2 separate regions of the Hordeum vulgare genome follow, and region 1 is linked to region 2. Evidence: chromatin contacts called from public Hi-C data. All regions are on one chromosome and are shown on one strand. The core of a region is the stretch at or near the end of the contact, and the rest is flanking DNA. Distances in the headings are between cores, read along the strand shown.

Region 1 (5,805 bases), core at 536-3,035, 180 kb before region 2:
CTGGATCTTCACAGAGAGGAGATCCACCCCACATGTCTAGCTAAAAGGGGCGCCTTCCGTGATAGAGCAGAGAGTCGTCGGCGACAACTCACCGGTGCACATACAGGCACGCACACGCATGTCAGAACATAGGGAAACTACTAGCGGAGGTTTCACGCTCGAGCACTACTGCTGCTGCTACGGCGAGGCGCTGCTGCTGCAGCTACTGTGAGGCGCTGCTGCTGCTGCTGCTTGCTCTGCTCCGTGATAAAACAGCGGCGACGTGCCATGTGGCAACGGTGAGGCTACAGGGAGAGAGGACAAGGGGAGTAGGGTGTTGCTCACCGAGGGGTGGAGAAGAGGTGCTCTGATGAAGGGGGAACGATGCGTCCATGGTCTGCTGCAGAAGGTGTTCTCGAGAGGTGCCGAAGAGCCGGACGTCATGGATGTCGAGGTAGCAGCTCTCGGCGCCCGATCTCCACGGGAATGGATCCCTCTTGGCGTCTGCATCCTCCGGGTGCAGCTGGGGAAGAAGGGGGCGACGCCTACGCCGACGACGAGCTTGAGCAGGAGGCGGCCATGGCGATGATGGTGATGCTTGGAGCTTGCCCCGACGGCGCTAGGGGAAGAGGAGGAGGGAGAATGGGCGAGGAGGAACCCTAGGCGCACGACATGGTTAAATAGGTCGGACGGGGGGGGGGGGGGGCTCTGTTGGCCGTATGATCGAGGCCAATGTGGGATCGGTGGTGGAGTTGTGGTTCATACAACGCGTGACGTCGAAAGGAGGAAGAAGGGACGCGATGGTGGACCTGGGCCGGTTCCAACAATGTTGGGCCGACCACTCTCTCTCTCTCTGCGTGTAAAAGGTTTTGCAAATAAAAGCAACAGATTGCTTGATTAATTCACAAGGCTACAAGGAAAAAAGTTTTGAAGAAGATAAAACTATATTTGGGCTTCTAAAATCTTGCACCAATTTACAAAAATAAACTAGGTATTTTTAGAAGAGTAAAAATAAAACCCTTTTATTAAAATAAGGCACTATTTTCAAATAAAAACCTAAAGGAAAATGTAACAGCCCGAGACCGACGCTCTAGAAGATTCCCCTTTTATTCCCTTCTCGTCGTGTGATTCGTTTGGCTGTTGCATTCATCACTGCATCATGCGCATCATCCACATTGCATTGGCACTCCATTGCCGCCAGTTTTCAAAACTAGCATCCGTTATTAGTTGCCGGTTCTCTTCGTTTTATCATTGAACTTTTCAAGACCAACCACACATGCACGCGCCCAAGACACAATTTAAATCTTGTTTTTAAAAGTCTGTATAAAACATTCTCGAATTGGGTTGAAACTTGGCGTGCGATCTTGTTTTAATGTAGGTAGACCGCGTGCCGAATTTTGTCGCAATCGGGGTTCGTTTGATACGCGAACCGTTAAACCTATAGTGTCACTATAGTCGGCCCATTGTTAGACGTTTTTTGTTGTTTTAAACTGTGTTGCTGGGTTGCCCATTTTCTCTCTCATCTCCGTCTAGCCCTTGTGCACAGTGTACTCAACCTGCCCACAACCTAGTTCGGAAACTTTCCCCGAACCTGAACCCGGTGATAGTGACCGATGGGTCCGGATCAACTTTGTTTTACCCCAACATCTTTGTTTTTTCTTTGGTCTACCCTAGCCTATATTTCTCGACCATCGGATGACAATCAGAAAGACCAAAAAAAAACCCTAACCAATTCACCTATACGAATGTAGTCCACCTAGAGCTAACCCTAGACCAAACCCTAGCCGTGTCCCATCCAGCTCGCCGCCACCTATTTTTTCCCCAGTCCAATCCAGCCTCGTGTACATTGCCGAACCAACCAAATGCCTGAGCTCCTGATCCAAAAATCTTCCAGTTTCTACCTCCCCATGCTCGCGACACTGGGGCTTCTCCCGAGCTCCTCTCATGACCGCTCGTCCCCTGCATCCGCCCCTTGCTAGAGCTGAATGCTAGGGACCCTCTGCTGCCCCGCCAAAGATGGCCAACTCTGCGCCCGAGGGCTCCCTATAGTCGCCATTTAGCGCCGTCATGCTATGGTGCTGAAGCCGCTGGCCGTCTCGCCTCCTTCTGGCCAGCCGAACCCGCCTCGCCGCCCTGCCGTCGTCCTAGCCAGCCCGACGAGCTCGCCGGAGGTCAAGCCCGCGCCCGTGCGCCTCGCTGCCCCATCTCCGCGTTGCATCGCCTCCACTTCCCCCAAGATGTCGCGCCGCCAGAGCCGTGGAGCTCCCTGTCCACCATGGTTTGGCTGCCGATCTGAGCTTTGCTAGGGACCTCCTCGTCGACGGGATCTTGCGGCCTCCGTCTCCCTGCTTCGCCCGCCGCCGGATCCGCCTTCCTGCGTCGTCCCCGAGGCTGCGCCATTGCCCGCCGTCCGTGTTGGCAGCCGGTGCCGCCATGGCCTCGTCCCGCTCGGGAGCGAGGAGGCACCAGCGCCCGGTGCGTCGGCCTCTGCCTGGGACAGCTTAGGGAGGCCTCGTGCAGCCCACCAAACGACAAGGCCCGACCGACTTCTCCTCAACCGCAACTCCTTTGCTGTTGCTGCTACGCCTTTGACACCTCCGCGCGCACACCTGCTTTCTGTTGCATCGCCAACTGCTGTTGTTGGTTCGCCTGAGTCTAATGGCCGTGAGAAGTCGCACCATCGAGGCCTTGTGTTGCCTTGTCTTGGTTCGACTACACCGTAGACCCGGAAGCCGCATAGTACCCCCAGTTGCAGACTATCTGATCATCTACGAACATGTTCGACTACGGGGATTCGCCAAGTCCCTCTCCAACCCGTGTACAAGTACCACCGCCTTCGATACGCTCGAGTACACTACGCGAAGTGTACGACTACCGTCGACAAGATCGGTAGTACGAATATTTCCATGACATCCACGACGACTCATGTACAACTACACCGCTACAACTTGATCCGCTTCGAGAGGCACGCTTCAAAGGTATACCGCTGAGACGATACCCATGGATGAAAGCATTGTTGTATGAGAGGCAATGTTGTCCGTTTGGTAGATGCCATACTAGTTGCATGTTGACCCTCTATTGCGTGCCCCCGACACATGGGAACCCGGTAACCGGGACCACCCCATCATTCTTTGGCATGACACACACACGTTCCCAATCGTTGGCACCGGTATCTCATCGAGTTATCAAGACAGGAACGTTGTCGTGGCATCATTTCCGTTTCGCTGCCATGGTTCCCTTTCATTTGCCATGGCGACACATGCTTCATATCCTTCTTGCCAGTGTTTAATAAAATTGCATGCATGTTGCATTCATGGCATAATATCTTGCGTTGCTCGTATCTTGTAGGCCGTAACTCCGTTGGAGATGAGCTATATGTGTAACCGACTAGAATCACGTGTAGAATCACATGCTTCACCTCTTGCGATGTTAACAACATTTTAAAATAGTTGTGTACCTAAACGGGAGAGAACTAAATAATCCGAATGTGGAGTTTCGTCAATATGCAACTCGTTGCATATTGAGCTTCACTTAATGTGTAGTGTTTTATGTTGTGAATCGTCATGCCATGCCTTGCATAATTGAAATGGACATATTAGGTTGTGCATCAGATCGTGCATGTGCCTTGGTGAATATCGTGTGCTGATTCTTGTTTCCAGTTTGCTTCTTCTTGATAGAGTTCCGATCCGCTTCGGATTGTGAGTATCGTTCGACTACGTTGGTTCGTCTGCTTCACAGTTTCGTTCTTCTTCCAAGAAGGATCACATGCAAGATGACCATTTCCCTAGATACCATTACTACCAATGCCATGCTAGTTGTCTCATTTCTTTCATTATGTCTCGCTGCCTACCACATGTTAAATCTCAGCCTCTCAACATTGCCATGAAAACCTTCAACCTTTCTATAACATAGCAAACCACTGATTGGATATGTTACTGCTTTCTTAACCATAGGATAGCGTTGCTAGTTGCAGGTGCATTTGTTTCCATGTGATAACATGGGTTCCTTGTTATATCACCATATTAATGCTATTTGAATTAATGCACCTTTATACTTGATAAAGGTGCAAGGCTCGGCCTTTCTAGCCCGGTTTTTTGTTGCATCTTTGCAGCCTTAGTTTCGGCTATCAGTGTTTTATTCCATATTTGAGCGCTCCTAACACGATCTGGGTTGTTATGGGTACCCCCTTGATAATTCGTCTTAGATTAAAACTGGTCTGGCAAGGCCCAACTTTGGTACTACATTTGCCTAATAACTAATAAAAAGCATAGGGACCCGCCAGCACATGCGGATAATTTATCAACCCCTGTGAGAGTGCTCCTCATGAGTCTTTTTCCAAACTAGAGTCTTGTGCGGGGCCAACCAGGGGCAACTCAGGTGATCTCTATCAGGCCACTGTACGCTGTGCTCATCCGATTGTGCCCTAAGAACGAGATACGCGGCTCCTTTCGGGATCGTCAACATGTCCGGCGTCCTTGCTGGTCTTGTTTTACCTTTTACGAAATATCTTGTGCATGAGGATTCTGGTGATGCTTTGGGTTATTTCAGAGTTGAGGTTTTCCACTAAGGAATCTGAAGAGATCATGAGTTTCGTGCTTGATTCTTTCTATGCGGCTTGTGGTAATTTGTGATGGACTAGTTAGACCACCCTTGTAGGGTTAAATCTTTCGGAAAGCCATGCTCGCGGTTATGTGGCAACTTGGAAACTTTGTTTTACATCCGATTCTAGATAACTTGAAGTAAGCTTAACTAAAAATGTGCCAACTCAGTGCGTAACCGTGACTGTCTCTTTCGCGAGCTCCTTCTCCAATCGAGGACATGGTGGGGTTATGTGTGACGTAAGTAGGGTTCAGGATCATTCATTTGATCATTATTAGTTCATGTCTGATATGTGTAGATCACCCCCTCTTATTCTTGTACTCGTAAATTAGCCACCTCAAATAAATGCTTAGTCACTTGTTGCAGCCTCACCACTTAACCATAGCTCACCGAGTAAACTTTGCTAGTCTTGATACCTTTCGAAATGAGATTTTTGAGTCATTGTGGCTCACAGATTACTACAACAACAGTTGCAGGTACAGGTAAGGATTTACTTTGACATGAGCGCGATGATTGTTCTATTTGGAGTTTCTTCTTCTTCTTCATCATCGATCTAGGATGGGTTCCGGGCCGGCAGCCTGGGATAGCAAGGATGGACGTCGTTCTTTTATTGTTTGTTTTCGTCCATAGTTGGACCCTCCTCTTCTACATGATAACTATATATTGTTGTATTGATGTGATCTTGGTGTAGCTTGTGGCGAGTCTAAGCCAACTCCTTATACTCATCTTTTCAGTACATGTACTTGTAACGATATCCATTCTTGCGAAACGACGAGATGCGTTTCTATCCCTGTCGAGGCCCATATGCCAAAATAAGGATAGGATCACATCTTGGGCGTTACAAGTTGGTATCACAGCAGTACCGACCTAGGAGCCCGCTTCATTGATCGAACTTGGCCCAGTCGAGTCTAATGAAAAACTGCTTTGAGTCTAGTTATATATCAGAGAGTAAGATTCTTTTTCTCCTCTTATATGCTCTGATGAGGAATCTTGACGTAATAATTTGAAATTCTGTTCCTTTTCTCACCCAAAAAAATTTAGGATCACGCAGATATTTTGGGAATCTATATGATGTCGATGTGACGGAGTTCTGTCTTGGTGCCTCCTGTGTGACTTGATTTCTTCCGCGGAGCTGAGCTCCAGGGGATTCTTAAGCACATTGTTATCGTTCAGATTTCTTAGTATCTTAGGATGGAGGATGTTTGAAATTGCTTCAATATTAGTAGT
Region 2 (6,386 bases), core at 2,844-5,343:
GGGTGTGATGAAAGAAGAGATTCCATCTTTGAACCATAACTTAGAATGGGGTTTTTAAGATCTTGTACTTGGATTCAAGGAGGGGGCACTCTCCTACTATTGGGGAGTGGTGTTGGCTGCTTGGTCAAAGAATTTGGAGGGAAGAGCTTAGGTGTGGAGTGGGGTAGGAGATGATTTGCTAATATGACACAAGGTGTTCGACATGTGTTTGGGATAGCAACACCTCACCACTGGTGATGAGAGTTAAGAGGATTAAGTTTGATACAAAAATAAGATACTCCACCAAATTTGAGCTTCATTGGACAAGTTGGCAATGCAAACTTGAAATCACCACCAAATGGGCAGATCTGTCCCTCACAAAGGGAACGTGGGTAGATTACCTCCTGCAAATCCCATTTTTGGCACAGACTCCTCCTTTGGGGTGTTGAACACTCCTCCAAAGTTTCTACCCATTTGTATAAACTTTGCAATGTAGAGATGTTTCAACTTGGTTCTGGACAAAGAGGGTTTTAGGATTATTTGGAGGACCAAACCAGCTTGGAATGAGGTGAAAGTTGGTGTGGCCACCAAATATAGCTTGGGAAGGTTGCTGGAATTTTCTAGGATTTTATTGTAAATATTTCCTTTGGAAATAATCCAAAAGATCAAAATAGACATAATTAGTTTTCAAGGGTTTTCTCAAGTATTTTGAATATAAATAGACGTTCAAAATCTTATGGATGAAAAATATATGTCCTCTAAGTATCTCCTAATGTTCTCGGATTTTCTAAGGCAGAAAAGTAATTTTCCATATAGGATTATTATTTCTGGCCTCACAAATGGACATGCATATAAAATAGGAAAATAATTATTTTATGGTTTCGAGAGTTAAAAATAGTTTTAGAACCAGATCACCATCTTTCGGTAAAGCACTCCCTTGCTATCAAGGACTTGTAGTGCAACCGAAAGCAAGGTTTTGAAATGGTCAAAACTAACTTTTGTTTTTAGAATATTTATGTTGTGGAAATATGGTTTCTGAATCCACTCATTCAAGCATACAATGACAACCATGGCACTCACAGTATTGGTTTTTGAAAAGTTTTAATAAACTCAAATTTTGAAACTAGAGTGAATGTGAGGTAAAAACAGGGTGTGACACTTACCTAGGACATACTATTTCAGCACATGGTGTTTCCATTGATCGTGACAAAATTTTAGGAGTTCAAAATTGGCCTGTTCCAAAGAATGTCAAGGAAGTTAGGGGATTATTTGGCCTAAGTGGGTACTGCAGGAAGTTTATTGAGCATTATGGTATTATTGCTAGGCCAGTGACTGAATTGTTGAAGAAGGGTATTCGTTTTGTGTGGACTAGTATCACAGAAGAGGCTTTTGTTACACTCAAACAAGCCTTGGTGTCTGCTCCTGTTTTCGGCTTACCTGATTTCACAAAAACTTTTGTGAAAGAAACTGATGCTTGTGAGTATGCTATTGGTGTAGTACTGATGCAGCAGGGTCATCCTTTGGCTTTTGTCAGTAAAACACCAGGTCCAAAGAATAGAGCTCTGTTAGTTTTTGAGAAGGAGTACTTGGCCATCCTATTGGCAGTTGACAAGTGGATACCTTATTTGCAAGTGCAATAGTTTTTCCTCAAGACAGATCAAAGAAGTTTGGCTCATCTGCAGGATCAGAGATTACATACTATCTGGGAATAGAAGTTGTCGACAAAGCTCTTGGGATTGAATTATCAGATTTAGTATAAACAGGGAAAAGAGAACAGTACAGCTGATGCTTTGTCTAGGAGGCCTTCTGATGGATCTCAGCTGTTCTTTGTAATAAGTAATCAACCAACTTGGATGGCTGATATTATAGCTAGTTATGAACAGTATGAGAAAGCAAGGATTCTTCTGCAACAATTGGCTATAGCACCAGCTTGCAAGCCACCATATACAGTGGTCAATGAGCTCGTGAAGTATAAGGAGAGTATTTGGATAGGACCTGATCCTGAATTGCATCAAAATATTTTTGTAGCTTTTCACGAGAGCCCTATGGGTGGTCACTCAGGGTTGCCAGTAACTTACAAGAGGATCCATTCACTCTTTTCTTGGGCTCGTATGAAGAGGTCCATTTTACTTAAAGTAAAGTTTTGCTTGATTTGTCAGAAGGCAAAACCAGAAAAGGGTGCCATATCCTGGTTTGCTTTCTCCAATGCCTGTTCCAAAAACTGCTTGGGATATTATTTCCATGGATTTTATTGGTGGGCTTCCCTCTTCTTCTCAGTACAACTGCATCCTGGTAGTTATTGATAAATTGACAAAAATATGGGCATTTTATAGCTTTGAAGCACCCCTTCAATGCCTAGAAAGTTGCTTAAGTTTTCCTGGATAATGTTTACAAACTACATGAAATGCCCAAGGTGATTATTTCTGATAAGGACCCTCTGTTCACTCGCCAGTTTTCGAAATTATTGATCAATAAAACTGGTACTCAATTGAACATGAGCACATCAAATCATTCTGAAACTGATGGGCAAACAGAAAGGGTTAACCAACAGATTGAATGCTATCTTAGGTGTTTTATGAGTGCTCAGCCCTATAAATGGAGTAAATGGTTATCACGGTGTGAATTTTGGTATAATTCCAACTGGCATTCTGCTTTGGGGAAGTCTCCTTTTGAAGTCTTGTATGGTTACACTCCTAGATACTTTGGTATTAGCGAGACAGATACTATTGACCCAATGGAATTACAGGACTGGATGCATTCAACACAGTTGGTAACTAAAACAGTTAGGCAACACTTGCTTAGGGCTCAGCAGAGGATGAAAATCAAGCTGACAAGAAAATAACTGAGAGGTCATTTCATATTGTTGATTCTGTGTTCCTTAAGTTGCAACCTTATGGTCAGAATTCTGTTTATTCTAGGCAAAATCACAACTTGGCATTTCAATTCTTTGGACCCTTCCTGATTGTGGACAAGATTGGAGAAGTGGCCTCCAAATTGGACCTTCCAGAAGGCAGTCGAATTCATCTAGTATTTCATGTTTCATAGCTCAAACGTTTTGTTCCCCATGCAATCAGTGCTGAGAAAGGTTTACCTTCTCCTCATGTGGCATTACAAGTTCCTCTTCAGATTCTGCAGAGGAGAGTGTGTTGCAGAGGTGACAAGATGGTGGCTCAGGTGCTAGTCCGTTGGTCTGAATCTTCTGATGATGCTACTACATGGGAAGATTTGGCATTACAAGTTCCTCTTCAGATTCTGCAGAGGAGAGTGTGCTGCAGAGGTGACAAGATGGTGGCTCAGGTGCTAGTCCGTTGGTCTGAATCTTCTGATGATGCTACTACATGGGAAGATTTGGAATTCTTAAGGCAAAAGTTTCCCCGTGCACCGGCTTGGGGACAAGACGATTCTCAAGGACGGGTGAATGTCAGCGACACTGATGCAGAGGACGAGCTACCACCTGACGAACTGAAGGAAGGATCGACCTTAGGCATATCTAAAGATGTCGGGAAGGAATCGAGCCAGGAGGAGGGTATATCACACGCCAAGACCCAAGCCGACCCAAGACGAAGGCCCATTCGAAAGGTGGCGCGGCCCAAGTGGAACTCCAGCCCAGAGTGGAACTATAGATAAATAGCCCTTGACACGTGTGTAAGCACTTAGCGACTCGGACGGCGGCTCAGGTCGAACCTGTCTTAGTTGTATTCCTCTGCCTGTAAGCACACGATGAACGTGCCTTCAGGGAGCGAGCAATCTCCACACGCCATGTCGCCACAAACCCTAGCCACTCCTGATGTGAGATCCATCCATCTTACACCGGGCGTAGGGTGCTCCTGTCTCTTGCCGGCCTTCGGTTGTTCCTTGATGGATGTGCTATGCGTGGATGGATGAATGTGAGTGTTGGGATGGATGGAGGTGTGTGCAACGTCAGGATGTGTTTTCGTGGGTTATTGGATGGATGGGTGCATGGGTTGTTGTATGGATCTCCTGCTTGGGCGTGCCCCCTTGTTCGAATGGCCTTGTGCCTCTATATATAGGCAGGAGGAGGAGGAGGAATGGATGGCATCCGCGTGCGTGATCTTAGGCAGTCGTTACAGCGGGAGATCTTATCCAGCCGGCCGGTTTGCTATGCGTGATTTCCATACTGGTATTGGTTGTGCTTGTCTCCTCTTTTTTTGAACAGAGGTAGGGTCCCAAAGGACCTAGAATTTTCCATTAGATAAGCATGATCGAACATTTTACAACAGGACCCACAAGAAAACCTAAAACACAACTAAGTCCCTGACTTTTGCAGAGAGGACCCCCAACAGAGAATAGAAAACGCAATCGGGTCCAAACCAACTCCTTCACGGTTGCAATCTCGCCATCTCCGGGGACTACACCACTTGTGATGACGGGACCTCCATTGCTCCTGTTCCGACAGCGGGGCGCGAGTGAGAACAAGACCATGAACACCGGGTCAGAGCTGCACAGCCTCCCCTTAGGCATCAAGGCCAGAAGGAATAAGAGCGGCCGCCGTTCGGCCAAAAGAGTCGATGCTGGTGTGCTGAAGGTCGGCAGCCGGCGGACGCCGTAGCCCTGACACGATAACCATCGATGGATAACACCAACCTCATCAGCAGCTTCCATCTCCCTCGTCCTCTTCATCTTATCCGCCACCATGGTGGCAATCAAAGTTGAGGATGATCAAAGGCTCCTCTTGCAGAATCCATAAACCGGATTATTCCAGCAAGAAATTTGGGAAGAAGTGGGAGTGAAGCCGGACGGACCTAAACTTCGCCATGGAAACGGCAGTGAGACGCCTTCAAAGAATCCCTCATCGGAGGTGAACCTTCTCTCCGCCTCTTTACCATCAGCATGGCCCCAAGGGAGAGAAGAACATGCCTCACGGAAGAGACCTCCAGTTCTGGGCGTCACTTTATTTGTCAAGAAGAAAACTACAACTAGAATCCAAACCACGACCCCACCCAATGCCGGCCACCATGGCCGCCGGCGGCGAGGGAGATGGAGGCCGGATGGGGAGGAAGGAGGAGGGACTCCCAAGGGGGCGGAGAGAACGGCAGTACGCCAGTCTAGGAAGTTGCTACTTCGCTTATCTCCTCTTTTCTTGATGTACACGCCTGTGAACAAAAGAACTTATCAGCTGTACATACCTGGCTGGCTGCAGGTGGGCTGGCTTCCTGGCCGAATGAGTGACTCTTCATGTATCTGTAGAGTTGTTAGCCGTGTATGCGGGTATCCGTAAACGTATAAATACACGCCGGCCAGAGAACCGGTATACGTGCACTTAAAAATACACGTATACAACATGTTATTTTGCGATGTAGACTTTGATTCCGAAAAGTATGCGTCTGTATATATAATCCTAACATGCATGCAATATGGGAATAAACTAATGTGTATATATGTAGTGCGTGAGCTACCTCGACATGTATGCACGTAAAGCTAATTAGAGAAAAAGCTAGCGGATGCATATGATGTTGTACTGAAGCGTATATGTGCTTTCCGTCGAGTGAATCCTGCACTTAAGAAGAAGTAGAGAAAAATAAAATCTTTCAAATTCAAGATCAATATAAGGAGGTCTCACCATATAACGCCCAAGATGCGATCCTATTCTTATTTTGGTGCAAGGGCCTCGACAGGGATAGAAATGCATCTCGTTGTTTTGCAAGAATGGATATCATTACAAGTACATGTACTGAAAATTTGAGTATAAGGAGTTGGCTTACACTCGCCACAAACTACATCAAGATCACATCAATACAGTAATATATAGTCATCATGTAGAAGAGCAGGGTCCGACTACGGACGAAAAAAAAACGATAGAAGAACAACGTCCATCCTTCTTATCCGAGGCTGCCGGCCTAGAACCCATCCTAGATCGATGAAGAAGAAAAAGAAGAAACCCCAAATAGAACAAGCATCGCGCTCACGTCAAAGTATCGCTTTACCTGTACCTCCAAGTGTTGTTATAGTAATCTGTGAGTCACAGGGAGTCAGCAATCTCATTTTCAAAGATATCCAGACTAGCAAAGCTTAATGGGTGAGGTATGGTTAAGTGGTGAGGCTGCAGCAACCGACTAAGCATTTATTTGAGGTGGCTAACTTTCGAGTACAAGATTAAAATTGGGATGATCTACGCATAATGGACGTGAACTATTGATGATCAAATGAATGATCTTGAACACCTACTTATGTCAGACATAACCCCATCGTGTCCTCTTCCGGATACAGAACTCACAAGAAGAGACAATCACGGTTAGGCACTCTGTTGGAAATTTTTAATTAAGTTAACTTGAAGTTATCTAGAACCGGATGTTAAACAAAGTTTCCACGTTTCCAGATAACTACGGGCACAACTTTCCGAAAGATTTAACCCTGCAGGGGTGCTCCAACTTGTCCATCAGAAATTA

Evidence for each region. A called contact is a pair of places that touch in the nucleus more often than the background predicts.
Region 1: a Hi-C map of seedling shows a contact between it and region 2, with 1.9 times the contacts expected there. The contact joins two enhancer-like sites. A contact is called at or near these places in 1 of 6 Hi-C or Micro-C datasets (seedling) and 1 of 1 datasets of contacts at active chromatin or transcription factors (embryo).

The regions. Positions count from the first base shown.
Region 1 is chr4H:313,782,136-313,787,940 of MorexV3_pseudomolecules_assembly, reverse strand. No RefSeq gene overlaps it. Among protein-coding and RNA genes, the nearest start is that of LOC123448551, 1.0 Mb to the right of the region's middle. Within about 2 kb of position 1,785, at least 3 of the 3 cell types and tissues checked have open chromatin away from gene starts, as enhancers often do. A contact at or near this core is called in seedling, where this site is marked.
Region 2 is chr4H:313,600,713-313,607,098 of MorexV3_pseudomolecules_assembly, reverse strand. No RefSeq gene overlaps it. Among protein-coding and RNA genes, the nearest start is that of LOC123448551, 830 kb to the right of the region's middle. Within about 2 kb of position 4,093, at least 3 of the 3 cell types and tissues checked have open chromatin away from gene starts, as enhancers often do. A contact at or near this core is called in seedling, where this site is marked.